Linked DNA regions of Mus musculus: region 1 is linked to region 2. The links are chromatin contacts, called in public HiChIP or PLAC-seq maps. All regions are on one chromosome and are shown on one strand. Each heading gives the region's core, a stretch centred on a gene start, on an enhancer-like site or on the middle of the called end of the contact. The rest is flanking DNA. Distances are from core to core; before and after follow the strand shown.

Evidence for each region. HiChIP or PLAC-seq counts read pairs in DNA pulled down with a chosen protein or histone mark.
Region 1: a contact with region 2 is called in an H3K27ac HiChIP or PLAC-seq map of embryonic stem cells, with 9 read pairs. The contact joins two enhancer-like sites. A contact is called at or near these places in 1 of 484 Hi-C or Micro-C datasets (the N1E-115 cell line), 2 of 115 datasets of contacts at active chromatin or transcription factors (both in embryonic stem cells) and 2 of 9 other capture datasets (adipose tissue and liver).

The regions. Positions count from the first base shown.
Region 1 is chr7:107,769,626-107,774,964 of GRCm38.p6, forward strand. No RefSeq gene overlaps it. Among named protein-coding and RNA genes, the nearest start is that of Cyb5r2, 14 kb to the left of the region's middle. Within about 2 kb of position 1,561, at least 8 of the 459 cell types and tissues checked have an H3K27ac peak or open chromatin away from gene starts, as enhancers often do. A contact at or near this core is called in embryonic stem cells, where this site is marked.
Region 2 is chr7:107,532,712-107,538,036 of GRCm38.p6, forward strand. All of the region lies in intron 6 of Syt9 (synaptotagmin IX), which reads left to right. Among named protein-coding and RNA genes, the nearest start is that of Olfml1, 32 kb to the right of the region's middle. Within about 2 kb of position 2,755, at least 8 of the 459 cell types and tissues checked have an H3K27ac peak or open chromatin away from gene starts, as enhancers often do. A contact at or near this core is called in embryonic stem cells, where this site is marked.

The DNA of each region.
Region 1 (5,339 bases), core at 311-2,810, 240 kb after region 2:
GCCTCATGTCAGGAGCCTGAACCAAAGATGGGCCTCACAGTTTGTCTTCCTGGTGTGGCCACATTCATTACTAATGGTTTCTTCAATTGGTCTGTTGAAGGTGGGTAGTTAAGCCTAGGTTGTTAAAGCTGAGAACACCCAGGCTCTGATCCTAAGAACTCTGATACAAAGCCATCAGATGAAAATCAAAGTCAACTCCAGTCAGAAAAGCAGGTAGGCTAAGTTCAGACCTTCACCTCTCCCTCTGCTCCTCCAAATCAAATCCCCCATTCTCATTCCCAGCTCTACAATGGGACACCTACTGCAGCCTCCTTTCTCCTTCTGCCCCCATGTCCAGTGTATCCCACAGATCTTCCCTCCTAACCACTCTCCCCCCATGCATTGCTTTATCCAAATACCCAACTCCAGTAGGCACTCCTTGCCAACACTGGCTACTCCTGCCAGAGAAACTGTTAGGCTAACTGCAGATCCTCACATCTCGCTCCATTTCTCCAAGTCCAATTCCCCATCTCTACATCAGAATTCCTATAACAATCTTCCCCCACCTCATCTCTAGTGGATCCCACAGATCTTCCTCTCCTAACCTTCCTCCCCAACTCTTTGCTTTATCCCATCCCACAACTCCAGCAGGCGTTCCCTGAAGACACATTGGCAGCTCCTGCCAGGGAAGCAGGTATAAAAACTTCATACTCTCACCTCTCTCTTCATTCCTCCAAAGCAATTCCCCTTGTCTCATCCTCTACAACAGAACATCTGCTTTGGCCTCCCTTTCCTCTGCGCCACCCCAGCTGGTCCCACAGAGCTTTCTCATTTAATCTCTCACTCCCCTTGTATTACTTTATCCCAGCTTCCAAATCCTTGATTTCTGTTTCTTCTCTGGAGTTTAGAAGACAATTATGGTTGTGTGTTGCACATAGGGAAATATTCTCTTGACAGTTGTGACCATTGGGAGTTCCAGGTTAAATGCATTTATGGGTATTGGGACCTGAGACTTAGATATGGGGATGGCCTGAGCATGGTTAAGGGGCTTTGTAAGAGGGAGGAATTTGTTGTTTCATCAGGATCTGCTTAGCCAGTACTCTGGGAATGGGGGGTGGGGGAGGGTAGGGAATGCTGAAAGTGCATAGTGGAAAGTCTATTAAAGAGCTGGAATGATACTGGGGCGTTGGACTTGGAGGAGGAAGGGAGGGGGAGATGAGAATCTGCAGTCACCCTGAACACGAGTCTGTAGAGTATCACGTGCACTTATACCATGGCGAGAGACAAGTTCTTCCCTCAGGGTAGAAGTCTCCAAGATTTCTGTTGAAAACTGTGGAGAGAAAGGTTAGGGCTCCTTTGGTGGACACGGTGGGAAGGAAGACCAATGACTCAGCAAACACATTCTTTTCGTCTTGTTGCCATGGAGATACAGGCTGAAATGTTCACAAGGGCATGAATGCACGTGGAAATATATGGATGTTAGTCTGTCCTCAGCCTGGGATCTAGGTGATTGTCCCTTAAGTGGTGTGGTAAGCCAGGCATGGTAGCTTATGCATGTGATACCAGCATTCATTAGGTGGAGGCAGAAGAATTTCAAGACAAGGCCAGGTTGGAGCACATAGTGAGTTTTAGGACAGCCTATGTTACATAATAAGACCCTGCTTCAAGAAAACCAAAACAAGGGTGGGTGAGATGGCTCAGTGGTGAAAGATGTTGGCTACCAGGCCAGGTAACCTGAGTATAATCCCTGGGATCCGCATGGTAAAAGAAGAGAATCGAATCCTACAAGTTTTTCTCTGATGGTGATATATGCCAGGGCACACGTTTTTCTCTCTTATACTCTGTCTCTGTGTTGTTCTCTCTCTCTTTCATATGCATGCATCTGCATGCACACAGAAACACAAACGTGGTGGATAGCTCTGGGGCTAATTATATTTGATGTTAATTCCATTCTCCTGTGAGTGGCTTTGAACAAGGAATGAGTCACCACTCAGGTGATTTCCTGTAAACCTGCTTCCCACCTTAATTTGTAAAATAAAGGAGAGCTGAGGATTGGGTAGATAGAAGGGAAGGTGGGGCAGAAGGTGAGAGGGAGAGAAGAAGGAGAAAATGGAAAAGAGAGAGGACACAGAGGAAGAGGAAGAAGAAGAAAAGCAGAGCAGAAGCACGTGGCCTGGAGAAACTGCAAGTTCTAAGGGTTCTCATAGATGCGGAAGATGGTAGTATAGCTATACATCTGCCCAATCAAGGCACACAGCATGTATTCATATAAACTGTGTTGTGTTTTCATTGCTGGGGCATAATTAGGTTGGAGAGATTTACTGCAACACAAACTAGGTAAACAAATGTAATAAAAATTAAAACAAACAAACAAAAATTAAAATCAAAACTGAAGACAAAATGGTACGGTATATCTAGGAGACTGAGGGGGTTGTACACTTGGCAGAAATACTTATGTCAGAGCTTCCTGATTGCAAACAGGACCAGGCAAGCTTTTCTAATGATTCTGGGGTTTGTGGGTCTTCAACCTTGATATATAACGTATAGACTGAATATTGTGATATATTTTATCTGCTAACTTAGCTCCTTAATCTGTATGTTAATTATTGTGGTAAGGACTGAGGAGAGATGAATAATGTGGGGTATATTGATTAGACCTCACTTTCCCAAGTAAGATGAGATCCTCAGAGTCTGTGAAGCTGTCCATCTTGGTCCTTGTTCTATACATGGCCAATACTAATGCAGAAGCAAGAGGAAAACCGAAGTCCTGAAATTAGAAATGGAGGACATGCCTCTTATTTCACACCAGAAGCAGCGTTTCTAAACATCAAGACAAAGCTTTTTACACAGGAACATTCATTTACTTCTTAAGAGAATTTTCTTTAAATGACTTAGAATGTTCTCTACAGATACAGAACTTTTTTTTTTTTTTTTTTTTGAGATAGGGGTCTCTGTGTAGCCTTGTCTAGCCTGAACCACCTACATCTTCCTTCCAAATGATGGGATCAAACAACACCACACTTGGCAAGATGATTCTTAGTCATCACAGCCAGTCTATCCGGAAAAGACCTTTTCAAGCTACCAGATGACTTTTCCTTGCCCCCAGAAGTGTTGGGAGAGAGCAGAAATACCAGGTTTTCTAGTAGATACTTACTTCAAAAGTGAAGCCATCACCTACTTCTCTTCATACTATCCCTGTGGTGAAGGGAATACAATACCTCAGTGTGCTTTAGAGGTAAAAATGGGATTTTTGAGCCATTATAGCTTGTTAGACTTCTCATCTACTTAAAGAATTCCTGTTATTAAAGTAAAAGTAGTTCCTTTTAAAATTTGAGGTCAGCCTGGTCTACGTAGTGAGTTCCAGGTCAGCAGATTTGTTACCTTGCACAAAGCTCTAGTCCAGTTGGATCAAGAACCTCAACATAAAACCAGATACACTGAATGGAATAGAAGAGAAAGTGGGAAAGAGCCTCAAATTTCCTGAACAGAACACTAATGGTTCAGGCTATAAGATCAATAATTGATAAATGGGACCTCATGAAACTGAAAAGATTCTATAAGCCAAAAGACATAGTCAATAGGACAAATTGGCAACCTACAGATTGGAAAAAAAAATCTTCACCAACCCTACATCCGATAGAGGGCTAATATCCAAAATATATGAAGAACTCAAGAAATTAACCTCCAAATAACCAAATAGCCCAATTAAAAATGGAGTACAGAGCTAGACAGAGAATTCACAACAGAAGAATCTCGAATGGCCAAGAACCACTTAAAGAAATGTTCAAAGTTCTTAGTCATCAGAGAAATGCAAATCAAAATGACCTTGAGATTCCACCAAATACCAATCAGAATGGCTAAGATAAAAAATTCAAGTGACAGAACATGCTAGCTAGATGTGGAGAATAGGAACACTCTTCCATTGCAGGTGGGATTGCAAACTGGTACAACAACTCTGGAAATCAATCTGATGGTTCCTCAGAAAATTGGAAATAGTTCTACCTGAAGACCCAGTTATACTACTCTTGGGTATATGCCTCACCATAACACAAGGACATGTGCTCCACTATGTTCATAGCAACCTTATTTGTAATAGCCAGAAGCTGGAAACAACCCAGATGTCCCTGAACCAAAGAATGGATAGAGAAAACATGGTTCATTTACACAATGGAATACTATTCAATTATTAAAAATGAGTAGATCATGAATTTTTCAGGCAAATGGATGGAACTAGAAAATATCATCCTGACTGAAGTAACCTAGACCCAAAAGGACATGCATGATATGAACTAACTGATAAGTGGATATTAGCCAAAAAGTACAGAATACCTAGGATACAGTTCACAGACTGTAAGAAGTATAACAAGCAGAAAGACCCATGTGATCATGCTTCAATCCTACTTAAGAAGGGGAAAGAAAATAATCATGGGAGAGAGAGGGAAGGAGGAATCTGGGTGGGAGATGGGAGGAGGAGAGGAAAAGGGGAACAGGATCAGGTATGCCAGAGAACAGGAGAGAAGACCAAGGGAGCCAGGAGAATGAATGGAAATATGCAGACTTGGAGAGAGGAAGATGGGGAGACCCCATAAATGAACCAGAGACCCAGGAGGCAAGAGACTCTCAGGACTCAATGAGAGTAATTTTAGCCAAAATGTCCAACAATGGCAAAAGGGAACTTGAAGAGTCCAACTCCAGTAGATAGACAGGTCCTCAACTGGAGGGATGGGGTTACTAACCCACAGTCAGAAGTTTTGACCCAGAATTGTTTCTGTCTAAAAGAGCTGCAGGGACACAAATGGAGAAAAGACTGAAGGAAAAGCAGTCCAATGACTGGCCCAAATTGGGATCCATCATATGTGGGGCAGGGGGTGGGTGGGGCACCAAGGGATAACACTATTACTGATGCTATAATGTGCTTACAGAAGGGAGCCTCCCCTACCAGCAGCTGCCTGAGACAGATGCAGATATTTACACCCAATCATTGGGCTGAAGTCAGGAACCTCAATGGCTAGATTAGGGAAAGGATTAAAGAAGCTTAAGGGGAGAGTGACCCCATAGGAAGACCAGCAGTCTCAACTAACCCAGACCTCAGGGAGTTCCCAGAGACCGAGTCACCAACCAGGTAGCCTACAAGGGCTCTCCGAGGACCCTGGCATATATGTAGCAGAGGACTGCCTGGTCTATGCCTCAGTGGAAGAAGATGTGCTTAATCTTTGAGAGCCTTGGGGCCCCAGGGAAGAGGGAAGTCTGGTGCAGGAGCGGGGATGTGGGGGTGTGGGAGTGCACTCCCTCAGAGGCAAGGGGGAGGAAGAATTGGATGAGGAACTGTGGGAGGGGGGACCTGGGAGAAGGGCAATGTT
Region 2 (5,325 bases), core at 1,505-4,004:
CTTAGATGAGGGGCTGGCTTGAGGCTCTCTTGCCTTTGATGGCCCCTGCTAGATGTGCGCACTGTCCCTACAAGCAGATCTTAGGTCCTCATGCACGGGTACTCATCCCCGCTGTGTCCTGCCACAAGGTAGAAGAACAGGGCAGCAGCACATACCTCCTGCTCTGAGGAAGAAAGCGTTCTTCTTCATGAGGGCCCTGGCCTCAGTAAGGCACCATGCTTTACTTCCCATCTCATACCCTGATTATTCTGCGTCAACTCTCCTGAAAATGGCATCGACACCCATTGTGTCCCTGACATTGTGTCACACAGAGTTCTCTTTTCAGAATTACTGAAGTAGTTTGATAAACTAGCATAACCTGCTTTGTAACAGAACACAGAATTCTCTCAAAATAACTCACCTTTCATAAACCCTCGGACAGAATTCTTCAGTAGGCACAGTGAGTATGAGGGCAGGCCTCTACAGCTTCCCCAGTCTGCTGGCCAGGATGCCTGGTGAGTTAGCTCAAGGATAAAATACCAACAAGCCCTGCTTTACTAGAGTGGTACAGCGGCAGGGCTTGGTCTGGAAAGGAAAACCAAGAGCACAAGGGCCTTGGTCCTCAAGGAATGATAACAGAGAGGAGAGATAAAAGATTGAGGGGGTGTGGGGGGGACATTGTATGTTAAGACAGAGCAGCAAAGGCTGTGAGAAAGAGCGACATCCTCACAGCCCCACCCAGAGATGGCAGAGTCTGGAGGCCTTCTGAAATGGGCCACAGAGAGCTGTGACTCATAGAAAGAACCAGGCTCCAGTAAAGATAAGGAAATATACATAGGACTATAATAAAGTACTAAAGATACAGAGGAGACCAGATGAGATGAATGATGAGAACCACAGGAAGTCTGTGGATGGTGGGAAGAGGGTGCAGGTTCTACGAAAGGGGCTGCAGAGCAGCAGGAAGGATGCAGTAGCCAGAGGAAAATCAATGGGGCGTGGCCTGGCGTGGCCTTGCTGGGTGACCAGGCTGTGCTAGGTTTGAGAAGATAAAGCCTCAGCCCTAGACCATGGCAAGCCTGTTGGAGAGGGGTTCCCCACTCTCTAGCATTTATAAGCATCGGGTCTGATGTACCCTTGTCTTCTCACCACCTTAAACCCTAGCCCGCGTCTCTCCATTCCTGTCCTGACTTCTTTCCAGTGCTGGCTCCTGCCATCCTCATAGGCCAATATGCCTGGTGTGGTGGTTTGAAAGGTTTGGCCCCCATAGATTCATGTCTTTAAATGCTTGTCCATAGGGAGTGGCACTATTAGGAGGTATGGCCTTACTGGAAGATCTATGGCCTTGTTAGAGAAAGTACATCACTGTGTAGGTGGGCTTTGAGGACTTAAATATTCAAGCCAAGCCCCGTGTGGAATCCAGTCTTCTTAGGCTGTCTTCTGATCAATATTTAGAACTCTCAGCTGCTCCAGTACCATGCCTGCATGCTGCCATGGTTCCCACCATGATGACAATGGAGTAAACCTCTGAACCTGTAGGCCAGCCCTAATGAAATGTTTTACTTTATAAGAGTTGCACTGGTCATGGTGTCTCTTCACAGCAATAAAACCCTAGCTAAAACACCTTGTTTTTAAAAACAATACCTTGAATTAACAATGATATAATGTAAATATTCTTGCACCAAATTCCTCCTCTCACCAAGGCGCTTTATCATGCTATGTATATACATCATCCAATTGAGCTTTCACCCTGTGTGGTGCTTAATCGCCATTGGCAAGTTGTCTAACTTGGGAATCATCTAGGGGACATGTCTCTAGATGTTGTGTTTTATAAAATAAAGAGGCCAGGATATGTTTTGATAGAGGCATGGTATGGTGAGGTGGGAGGGGAGGTGCCTCATTAGGCCCATGCTGAGGTATCCCTTCCCCATAAAGTACCAATGCGACAAATATAGTATAGAATAGAGTTTATTTAGGACATGGGTAGGGGAGTTGGGAAGGGAGAAGAGAGAGAGCAGGGGGTGGGGGGAAGAAGAAGCTGGCCAGGAACACATGGAGAGAGATGAGGAAGAAGGAAGAAGAGAAGGGGGTCAGGGAAAGAAAGAGCAGAGAGTAAGAGAGAGAGCAGAGAGAATGAACTGGCTTATACTAAGCCAGGCATACCTGGCTGTTGCCAGGTAACTGTGGGGCAGAGCCTAGAAGGGTTGCTAACACTAGGTGTCTCTTTAAAGGGGAGTTTTCCAGGAAGATTTAGCTGAGCAAAGTAAACCCAGATGTAAGTGTGAGTGACACTATCCCATGGACTCAGGATTTGGCCTAAATAAAAAAGGGAAAGAAAGAGTGAACACCAACATTCATCTCTGCTTCCTGGCTGCGGACACAGTGTCACCCAGTATCTGGTGTTCCGCAAAGACTGTGTCCTCTCAAACTGAAAGCCAAAATAAGCCTGCCCTCCCCTAGGTTGCTTTTGCTAAATACTGTGTCACAGTAACAAGAAAGGTAAAGAGTGCAGCCTATAAACAGGCAAACAGTATTGTCTCCCACAAAACAAACTGAGCCTTACATAGTGTGTTCACTGTCACCAGCAGATGAGTGGCAAAGCAAGCAGGCTGAGTGGACCGTCTGTCCTAGTCTTTCTGTGTGACCCTCTTCAGTCTTGTCAGGTCTCGAATCAGTAACTTTGGACCTGGCCTTGTTGCTTTCCTTTGTGGTAGAGGTGATGAGAAGCCGGTCTTGGTTAACCTTGAGGTGTATAATGTGCTGCCGCTTGCTAACTCTGCCCCTGGGGCTCTGTCTTGGGCACAGCATACAAGGAGCTCCTCCCCCTCACCTGGTGTGAGAAGACAAAGCAGTATCCTTTACTTGTTTGTCAGAGCAGCAGCCATGCTTTATTCTGTAAGCAGCTGGGGTGTGTGTGTGTGTGTGTGTGTGTGTGTGTGTGTGTGTGTGTTTATCATCATCACAAAGGCAGACGAGATTGAAACAGGACTTTTGGTTCCAGACAGAGCTTTTAGACACAGTGTTCTTCCACACCACTGCTGCTAGAGTATAACCATCATAGCCATCCAGAGTGGATGGACCGCACAGGACGCTTTGGGAAAGGTTCTCCCTCTCACTTTCTCACTGTGTTAGTTGTGGTTTTTGTTACTGTGACCAAACACCTGAGACAAGCATGGAGGGAAGGAAGGGACAAGATGCTTTGAATGGAAATGGTGCCCATAGGCTCATAGGGAGTAGCATTGTTTGAAAGGATTATTTTATGCGCCCCTGTTGGAGGAAGTGAATCACTTCGGGGTGGGCTTTGAGGTTTCTAATGCTCAAGCCACGCCCAGTATCTCTCTCTTCCTGCTACCTGCCAGATGTAGAACTTCTCCAGCACCACATCTGTCTGTATGCCACCATGCTTCCCTCCATGATAATAATGAAGTAAACCTCTGAAACTATAAGCCAGCCCCAGTTAAATATTTTCCTTTATAAGAGTTGCTGTGGTCTGGTGTCTCTTCATAGTCTTAGGAACCTTAGCTAAGACAATGGGTTTATTTGGCTAACTCCTAACCTTACAACTAGGGAGGTGTGGCAGGGGAAATTCGAAGTGCTTCCAGAGTAAGGAAACAGAGATGAATGGTATTGGCTGGCTGCTTTCACATGGCTCTCCCTGCCTCAATTGGCCTAAACTAGATCATCTCTCAGACATACCTGTCTCCCAGGAAATTCTAGATCCTGTCAAGCTGACACTTGTTATAACCATCAAGCTCTCAGCCTGTAGCTGTTATACTTGACCTCTGCTTTGTTTCTTCTATTACAGTGTCCCTGGAAAGAGCATGCAGATATACTAACTCTCCTCACACTTTGCAGTCCCACGTCTCAGCCATTTAGAAGACATGTCTGTACCTCAGAGCTCAACCGGGTCTTGCACGATTAGGGATCATACAATTATGCTGGCTCTAAGAATTCTTTTCCCCTCGGTGTTAGTATTACTTGCTTCACTTAACAATGTGAGATGAAAACAAAGCCTAGGAATCCTCAGGAAAATTCTTTTGTTTCTACCCTGCTGGCATTGACTCACCGCCCCAGAGACCTCACATTCCCAAAAGCTTTGTGACGTAAGGAGCTTTGCTAATTTACTTTCAGTTGTTTTGATCTTGCTATTTCTTCCCCCCACCTAATCATCTGCTTCCATATCACCATAATTTCCAAACCCAGTAGGATGCATAGTGAACAATAGTGCAGTAAAACCGGGGAACTAAAAACCCTTTGTTTTTAAAATCTTAAAAGCTAATGGAGTTTTTTTCCCCCTTAATTTAGAGCTGCGCTATATTCTGTAGTGCCTCCCCACCCCCACTAATGTCTTCTAAAATATATTCTGATCAGTTCTGATGTTGTAGATGCGAAGGCTTGGTCTTCTAAAGCAGCACCTGGTCTTCCTTAGTTCCCTTAGCCTGCAATGGGAAAAGGTTGGATGTTGTGAGTGCAGCACTCCTGTTCTGATAAAAGGGTCTCATTTCCCCACAGAACAAAGCTCAGCCTCTGTCACCCTCCGTACAAGTATTTGGAAGAAGATAACCAAACCTAAGGGCTCCAGAAGTGTCTTTGTCCCCTTCACTTAGCACATTCCAGGATTGCTTTAGGCCATGACCTAGTGTAGGTCCAAGGGTCCTATTGGAACAACACCCATTTAAAATGCCACACTTCTGCACTGCAGTTGGAGCTGTGAGGTGCTAGTGTGAAGTTTCTAGCAGCTATCTTGACTTCTAAACATTAGAACTCAATTCCAGAAAGGGGCCAAACAAAGGAAAGCCAACCTGAGAGGTAGAGAAAGTAATGAGACCTGATGATATTGAACCTCTGGATCCAGCTGCTCCTGAGTGTGTACCTTATATGTGAACATGGACCTATGATGAACAGTGACAAGCCTTTACATTTGACACAGCTCCTGATCAAAATTTTCCACCCTCCACAGACACAAGAGAAAATAGCCACATAACGTGGCTCTTCGTTTTAAACTGTGAATACAGTGCCTGGTCACTAGGTAGAAAAGAGCTGACAGCAGAACGGGCTTAGAAATAACCTGTTCAGAGACTTTACCACCAAATGAAGAACATATGGAAGTCTGTAATGACTTTAAGCATTAGCATCTAGGAAACACTATTGTTTGGTACCACCTCGCCATCAGAGTATCAGAAAAGATTGTCATAGAGTTCACAGGCACAGGGACTGCAGGAATGCTGTGACTTGTCTACCTCCAGGGATAAGGGCCTTTCACTCCAATTCCGTGACCTATAATGAAGAGCTTCCCTCATACTCTGCCCGTGGCCTCTCTCCTCATAGGATAGGGCCCATCTCAAAGGT